Regions from separate parts of the Mus musculus genome. Here regions 1 and 3 are each linked to region 2. A link is a contact called in public promoter capture Hi-C data. All regions are on one chromosome and are shown on one strand. The core of a region is the stretch at or near the end of the contact, and the rest is flanking DNA. Distances in the headings are between cores, read along the strand shown. Region 1 holds the start of Myo1e (myosin IE). Region 2 holds the start of 4930509E16Rik (RIKEN cDNA 4930509E16 gene). Region 3 holds the start of Ccnb2 (cyclin B2).

Evidence for each region. Promoter capture Hi-C pulls out the DNA fragments that hold promoters and counts their contacts.
Region 1: a promoter capture Hi-C map of pre-B cells shows a contact between it and region 2, with 5 times the contacts expected there. The contact joins the promoter of Myo1e here to the promoter of 4930509E16Rik in region 2. A contact is called at or near these places in 2 of 39 promoter capture datasets (liver and pre-B cells) and 1 of 484 Hi-C or Micro-C datasets (B cells).
Region 3: a contact with region 2 is called in a promoter capture Hi-C map of pre-B cells, with 4 times the contacts expected there. The contact joins the promoter of Ccnb2 here to the promoter of 4930509E16Rik in region 2. A contact is called at or near these places in 2 of 39 promoter capture datasets (hippocampal neurons and pre-B cells).

What each region holds. Positions count from the first base shown.
Region 1 is chr9:70,205,922-70,208,621 of GRCm38.p6, forward strand. It overlaps Myo1e (myosin IE), which reads left to right and starts at 1,429. Exons shown (of 28, transcript NM_181072.3): 1 at 1,429-1,782. The coding sequence starts at 1,780. The region is part of intron 1 of Gm26849 (a long non-coding RNA gene); the gene reads right to left.
Region 2 is chr9:72,530,584-72,533,283 of GRCm38.p6, forward strand. 4930509E16Rik (RIKEN cDNA 4930509E16 gene) reads right to left here and starts at 1,275. Exons shown (of 3, transcript NR_045735.1): 1 at 1,227-1,275. Rfx7 (regulatory factor X, 7) reads left to right here and starts at 1,657. Exons shown (of 9, transcript NM_001033536.1): 1 at 1,657-2,397. The coding sequence starts at 2,237.
Region 3 is chr9:70,420,301-70,423,000 of GRCm38.p6, forward strand. It overlaps Ccnb2 (cyclin B2), which reads right to left and starts at 1,254. Exons shown (of 9, transcript NM_007630.2): 1 at 1,117-1,254. The coding sequence starts at 1,140.

The DNA of each region.
Region 1 (2,700 bases), core at 179-2,678, 2.3 Mb before region 2:
TTGGACCACTCCCCACAAGACAAAGCCCCTTTGTTCCATCAGCTGTCCCTCTACACACCACACCTGTCCCGAGCAGCCAACCAAGATCTACTACTCTCTGCAGCATTTCCTACCCACCACTGTAACACACGGAATTGTTCCTCCTGAACTTTGACCTCAACCTCTTTCACATAATTAGGTTTCCTGGGTCCTTCTCTGTTGCAGGGTGTATCAGCATTCGCTCCTTTTCCTGGTTTGGCCATAGTCCTCTGAAGGTATGCACCACATTAAAACAAAGAGCAAAACTCGTCCTAGCCAAGATGATTTGATTTTTTACTATCCGTTGCAACTCTAGGATCCTAGGTTCACGTGAATGGGGACGACCGAATCTCAAGATTTTCTGTGCTCTTTTCTTCCTGAACTCTTCTTCCTCAGATCCTGGGAGCGCAGCCCCGCAGAGGCCCTGCGAGTTTACTTCCTCAGTCTTCCCTTTCACCAGGAGTCAGACTCCCTAATACTGTTTTAGGAATCCCCGTTCCCCTCTCTCCTAGGCTACCTGGCTTCCTGAAACCGGACACCGCGAGGACCAAGGTCTCTGTCTCTCTCTTTTCTTCTTCTTCTTCTTCTTCTTCTTCTTCTTCTTCTTCTTCTTCTTCTTCTTCTTCTTCTTCTTCTTCTTCTTCTTCTTCTTCTTCTTCTCCTTCTCCTTCTCCTTCTCCTTCTCCTTCTCCTTCTCCTTCTCCTTCTCCTTCTCCTTCTCCTTCTCCTTCTCCTTCTCCTTCTCCTTCTCCTTCTCCTTCTCCTTCTCCTTCTCCTTCCTCCTCTCTCTCTCTCTCTCTCTCTCTCTCTCTCTCTCTCTCTCTCTCTCTCTCCCTCTCTCTCTCTCTCTCTCTCTCTCCCCCCCCTCCCTCCCTCCCTTCCTCTCCCTTCCCAAGGAAATTAATTCAGGTACAAAAGACGGGTGGAGGAAGTATTTTCGACTTCCCTCACAATCCAGAAAGAAAAAAAAAAGAGAGAAAGAGAGAAAGAGAGAGAGAAGAAAAGAAAAAGGATTTCCTTTGAGCTGCGACTTTGTGATCTTTTAAGCAGTTAAAAATATTTCTTTAAAAAAAAGAATCTAGGAAAATCATGCGACTTGTGAGTGGGAGCTAAGTCGATGCTAAGTTTCTCCGTAAAGAGAAGCGACAGGAGCGCGGTTTCCTAACCTCCCCAAGTGTTTTCATCCCTTCGGTTTGGGGGTGGCTCCCTGGGGACGGCTAGGACAGCGGCGCGCTCTGCGGGGTAGCGAGGCCGCAGGACTACAGGATCCAGAGGCCTTTGTAAACTCTTGTAGTTCACGCTTGTTGGCTACCTCGGCTTCCCTGAGGAGTGACGCTGCGAAAACAAATTCTGATTGGTCAGGCCTGTGCTGAATTCTCCATTTATGGACAGATTGCCCGGCCCGAGCCCAGCCTGAGCCAGAGAAGAGTTCGGATTAAGTGTTAAGAGAAAGCGGGTCCAGGCAAAGCAGTTGGACAAGCAATCCCGCAGAGCGCATCAGGGTGCATCTCTAGACAGTTGGGGATCGCCAGGTCTGAGTGTGCACCGGGTCTGCTAAGTTTTGCCTTCACCTAGCGTTTCGGATCCCGCCTGGATGGAGTCCCTCTTGGATTTCCATTGGCTCCTGTGAGTGCTTGGGTGTCGGGAGCTTGTTTTTTGGCGAAGGGAACCAACTTTTGAAGTTCGCCCAGGAGACCGCGTTCCAGCCTCAGTGCCTAGGCAGCGGGACCCGGCGGAGGCGCGACCGCGGCGGGAGTCACCATGGTGAGTTGGCTGCGCCGCGTCCCAGGACGCCTGACCCTGGGATGGGGCAGGAAGCCCCGGAGCGGGCACCTACCTTGGGCAAGCTGCCCAGGCCAGGGGGTGGAGAAGGTGGACGCGGGAGTGTGCACTTCTGGAGCGCTGATTTCCTGCTGTTTGCTGTAAACCGGGTCTTAAACGGGAAGAGGGAGAGAGGAGGGACAAGAAAAACTCTCTGGAGTGACTTTCTGCGCCGCGAAAGTTTTGGTGCCAATGTTGTTGTGGCTGCCAGCTGTCTGAAGCTTGAGAGTGGGCACGTCTGTTTTCACCGGCACAGCCGTGGGACCGGAGACTTTTTTCTCCTCTAGAGAAGGTGAGGGGCACGCCTGTGTCCCTCGGGTCCTCTCCCCTGGGCAGGCACTGGCGTGAGCTCCCTGGCAGGCTGATCCCGCAGTTGTTCTCCTGGCATTGGGGAGGACCTAGGCAGCCCCGCCTGCGCTGGTGATGGGCCGAGCGCTGCACAAAGGCAGGCAGGGGCGCCAGGTACTGCGGAGCACCTGGCGGTGGCCCGGGCTGCAGGGACTCTGACGACAGCGCGCAGCGGCAGCCAAACTGGCCGGGAGCCCAGGCCTGTAGGGTCCCTGTGTAGGGTAAACACCTCCTGAGGAGGGCCCCACCCGGTCCCCAGCTCGAGAGGACCGCCACCCTCTCGGAGATCGTTCCTGGTTTTGTTCTTTCCCACTTGGTACTTGGGGGAGTGTCTGGGTTGGACAGCCTCTCTGTAACTCATTTGAGACTAAGTCCCCAGCCCAGCCACCCTCCTCTCTCAATCCCAAATAACCTTAGCCACATCCCCTGGGCTTTGCCGTGGTGTGGCTTTCCTACTGAAGGACAAAAACAAAGATTGAATTTTAGAGACATTGCCAGCCACCCGGACCGAAA
Region 2 (2,700 bases), core at 25-2,524:
GTCTTTAGCAGGTCCTAGTTACCTTTCTTTGTTGATTCTCCCCCTCCCCCCCCTCCCCGAATGTGGCAATGTGAGGCCATCACTCTTCGGGTTTAAAAAAAAAAAATTAGAAAAAGGGGTCTGGGCCACTTTTCCCATTGTCTTTTTATATCATCTTCCCCGTGAATACAGAATTATAAATATGCATTCTGGAACACAGTCTGGATCCTCAGGAGGAAACTGTATTTTGCAAGGGTGTCCTTGCCTCCACCCATCCAGGTGCAAACATTCAGAGTATGGGCTTCCAGTCTGTATGAACCAGGCCTGAGGCCACATGGACAAAGCAAGAGAGTTTCAGGCCAAGGCAGGGAACAGAGCACTCAAAAGACCACGCAATCCAAGCCAATCAGATTCACCACCCACTAGAAGTCTGAAAGGTGGCAGGGCCTCCTAGCTCAAAGTCCATCCAGGAAAGTGGCCAGAAAATCTGACAGGGCCAAGTCTGATAGAAACACTGTCAGAGAAGTTACGGGCTGGGAGGCTCATTACAGCCACAGGCACTGAGAAAGGTCAGTGCGAGCTGTGCAGCTGTTCCATCTGGTGCCAGAGGCTTTGGCTGCTGTCTTCTACACCCAGGCGCTTAGCCTTCCTGACCAGCCCCACCTAGAAAAGCTAATTCTTCTGCTCTTCTAAGAGGAATGATTTGTTGGAGGCAGGGAGTCTCACTCTCAGCCAGCAAAGCTGTCTATGAATGGGAAGGGGGCGAAATGGTGGGCAGTCTCTGGCTGGGGTGAGTTTAGATGGCTGCGAAGGAAGAGCTCTTGGCTGAAGCTCGCGCCTCCATGTTGTATTACATGTGTTCCTTTTGAGAAACAGGAGGGGCCTTGGCTGCCAGGGACCCTGACAAGCCGCGACTTGAGCTGTGTGTCTCCGAGCCTGGGCTGAATTGGGAGTGTAGAGCAGGGAGGGCACTCCTGGCATAGGGGGTGGGGTGGGGAACAGCATGGGCAAAGGCACCAAGGAAGAATGAATCTGCTGCGCGCTGAGGATGGCATGGAGACTTCACTGATTGGAGCTGGGAGTTCTTGCAGGGGGGATGGAGGCGGCTGTGATTGGACGGCTAAAGTGGGGCCAGATTTGGAGGGCTTTGAATGCCCGACCGAGGAGCACTTCCACCAGCTTGCCACTTGCCATTTTCCGACCAGACCGAGTAGGCTCGCTGCGCTAGCTCGTCGAAAAGCTCTCACCTGCTCCAGCTCAGTCCGGTGGCTGAGAGAGGAAGCAGTCCTGACTAGTAGAGGGGAAACGCTCGCGAGCGTGTAGTGGGGGCGGGAGGGCGTGTAGATTCGTTTCACCTTACACACTAGGAAGCGATCAATTCTCCCTTCCACGCCGCACGGTGGCACAGGTCCACTCCCTGCCGCCGTCACGCGAGCCCGCTCCCCGCCCCCAACACGCCCCCCCAACCCCCTCGGCCGCCGCAGCCACCCGACCGCTCCCTCGGGGCCCCCGCCGCGGCTTCCTGGGCCCGCGGCCCGTAGCCGCTCCGCTCCGCCCCGCGCGCTCCGCGCCCCCCTGCGGCCCCCGCGCCGCGCCCGCACACGCGCGTCCACGCCCCCCGGCCGCGCGGTAGGTGTTGTGCCGTCTGCGCCGGGCCGCAGTGCGGCTGCGCGCGCTGGGCTGCTCCGGGCTGGCAGGGCAGCAGTGGCCGCGGCGGCGGCGGGGCCGGGAGCGAGCGAGGGAGCGAGCGGCGTGGGGGAGCTCGGAGGCGCCAGGCCCCCGGGGGAGGGCGGCCGGGGAGGCAGGCCCCCCGAGAGACCCGTCGGGTTGGATTTTGGGGCCGAGGGGGCGCCCGACCACGGACCTCGTTCTTCAGACGCCCCCCAGCCCCGGCCGCTGACGGGGGGCTGAGGGGCGCCGCCATGCCTCTGCCGCGGTGACGCGCGGGGCCGTAAGGAGAACCGGGAGAGGAACCGTGACGAGAACCGCGAGGAGAACCGGGAGAGGAACCGTGACGAGAGCCGCGAGGAGCCGCGCGGTCTCCCCGGGGATGTCCCTCAGGCGGCCGGAGAAAGCGACTCACTCGAGCCCTGGGGTATAGGCCTAGCTTATCCAGCTTCCTTCCTTCCTCCTCTTCCTCCCCCTCCTCCTCCTCTTCCTCCCCTCCCCCTCCTCCTCCCCTCGTCGTCCTCCCCTCCGCGTCTCTTCCCTCACCCTTCCCCGCGCCCCCATCTTCCCTCCCTCCCCTCCAGCAGCGATGGCAGAGGAACAACAACAGCCGCCACCACAGCAGCTCGATGCCCCTCAGCAGCTTCCCCTCAGCGCCCCCAACCCCGGGGTGGCTCTGCCAGCCCTTGTGCCCGGGCTGCCAGGGACAGAGGCCAACGCTCTGCAACACAAGATCAAGAACTCCATCTGGTAAGAGGATCCTCCATCGCTGGGGTAGAACAGCCTAGGCACATTGCTGCTGCAAAGGGGATGGGGGGCGGCGGCGGCATCCGAAGGGGAGGCTAATGCATTCATTGAAGGTGGGTTTCCAGAGCCGGGTGCATGGCTGTGCCACCTCTGGACGGGGGAAGGTTGCACCCACCCCTGGTCTCCTTAGACACACACACACACACACACACACACACACACACACACACACACACACCATGCTTCCCTCTTCTCAATTGTAAGCAGATAAACAAGTTATTTGTGCATTTTTCCATATACAGTAAG
Region 3 (2,700 bases), core at 4-2,503, 2.1 Mb before region 2:
AAAAATATTTAACTTTCTGAGTGTTGGGGGAGGGGGGGAACTAATCCTACAAAACAAACAAAAAAACCTCTCCAAAGGTTGGGGTTTTTTTGTTTTTTTTTAAGATGACCTGTGTAGGATAGACCAGATAAACTGTACCCCATCCCTACACAAGACTTTAACTGTTAAATAATTTGAAAGAACAAATTAGACAAAAATTAACTTGTTAGTGGCAGTTAGAGCTACAAGACATGAACCCTGACTGTATGTTCCTCATTGTTTAGGATTCTGATCCCCAAATCTAAGCTGTTCGGTCTTTACTGCTAGCTTCCCACGGCTAAATTCAAAATGAGTTTGAAAGTTCAATTTCTTATGAGTTAAAGCCTGGTAATGAGGGGTACCCCTGAATTCACTGGGAAGAGGAATTGGAGGCTTTTAACTAGCCAGGACAATGGCAGCAGCTGTGTCGGGGGCCCTCTTGTTTTCAACTAAAGTAGACCGACCCTAGTACAATTAAAGCCTAAAAGTCAGTAATACTTTCATTCTCAAAAAGGTAATTAAAGGAATTTGGCCTTTTGCCCAACTGTCTGCCATCCTAGGATCCAAGTTTTGTACGTTTCCTCTTACACTTGGGTGTTTTTGTTTTTTGTTTTTTGCTTTTTTCGAGACAGGGTTTCTTTGAATAGCCCTGGCTGTCCTGGAACTCACTCTGTAGACCAGGCTGGCCTCGAACTCAGAAATCCGCCTGCCTCTGCCTCCCAAGTGCTGGGATTAAAGGCGTGCACCACCACCGCCCAGCACTTAGGTGGGTATTTGTTTTCATTTTGTTATTTCTGTTTTTTTTTTTTTTTAAGAGGACAAAACCACACTTTAATGACCTTGGCCAGGAAGGCAGTATGAAGACGCGAATGGGAAGCTCACACGAAGCAAACTGAAAAATGTGAAAAGTAGAGAAATGGCACTGGGCGGCTTCCCGGTTCCTCCCGGTCCTCATCCCCAGCGCAGCACAGCCCTGAGTGGTAACAGGAATGAAGACCCCAGGCCGGGCCTCTGGACCGCTTTAGCTCTGCCAGGGCCTCTCCGGCAGCCTCCCGGGCTACCCGGCAGGACAGGGCACCGTAGCCCCGGCGCACTCACCGTCGGGCGTCGGAGCAGCGCCATGAGGGCCGCCCTGGCAAGTGCGGACGAGGCACAGCCACTCCGGTCTGCGACACCGTTGGGAGGGTCAGGGCCCCGCCGCTCCGCGTCCACCGCCCGGTCCGCGATTCAAATACCGCGCCGCTGACGCACTATTGGGTAGACGCACGCAGGGCGCGCGCAACCCATTGGCTAGACTGGAAGGCCTTTCTGCACGTTGATTGGCTGGCTTGTATTTGCTTGTCATAGCAACCAGCGAGGCCACCAGGCTTTGTTGTTTCCTTGTCTACAGTCTTATTTTCAAATTCTAGTCCCTGATATTAAATAAAATAATTTTTCCTCCTACTGGAAAAGATTGTCTTAATTTTAGGGGTAGGAGTGGGGAGCCATCACCTAAGGACATATGTCTTTAAAAGTTTGTTCTGGGTTAGGTAGAAGTGGGTTCCAGAGAACTTCCTGGAAATGCTACTTCTGACCTTACTTCCTCTTCCGGAAACGTCTACCTGGGAATTTGGATTGGAATGGTCTGGCAAATGAAGCCATCGTCTCCAGGTCGTTCAGGGCTACAAGATGATTGTGACTCGGATGTGTACTGTATGTGGTCTTCCTAAAACAGATCCCCAGCAGAGTCATAATTCAAACTAGACGTGATTTGTGTGACTTCCAGCACAATACAGTAGAACTCAGAAACTATTTGTCAAATGACGGTGTGATGTGCACAAGATTTCAAAAGAAAAATAATGAGTATCCCAAGTTGTGAACAGTGAGAGACAAGACAGAAAACAAAAACAAAAACAAAAAACAAAACCAGAATATTACCCTGGGGAAAAGACTAGGTAACAACACAGAAAATGGTGCAGTGCCAGCAGAACGACTTGAGATCAGGCTACCCCATCAGTCTTGTTCAAGTCCCTTCTATTGGGAAATAATAAATGCTCCCTCCCCCTTCGCCCAAATCTGACATTTCCAATCTGAGTCTAAAGGAAGAACCAGTGTTGTCCAACACTCCCACCTGAAAAGACAAGGTGGCAGTACTACCCCTCGACCTAAATTACACATGGATATTGGAAACCAAAGGAGCAGAAATAACTATTTATATCCCATTAAGTTCTCTCAAGTACCTGCTAAAGGAAATGAAAGTTCTGTGGCTGCTGACTCTTGGTCCATCATCCTTACAATCACAGAGGTTACGCATAGCTTTCTCTTTCTTGGGAAGCTTTGGTTTGGATTGGGGAAGAAAATGTGCTCTGCAGTTTGTACTATTAGCACATGCTTGTAATAATTCCAGTTACTTGGGAGGCTAAGGCAGGAGGATTTTTTTTTTTCCTGAGACAGGGTTTCTTTGTATAGCCCTGGCAGTCCTGGAACTCACTCTGTAGACCAGGCTGGCCTTGAACTCAGAAATGGCAGGAGGACCTCTTAAACTCATGATTTCAGCACCAATTTGGCAACTCAGACCTATTCTCTAACTGAACTTTAACTTTAACAAAGCCATTGGCTGTACTTCAGGTTACTGTGGTGAATGGACTTCACAACATGGTCGCATGTGTTCTAGGCCGGTTTACAGCTTTCTATGTAGTTGAG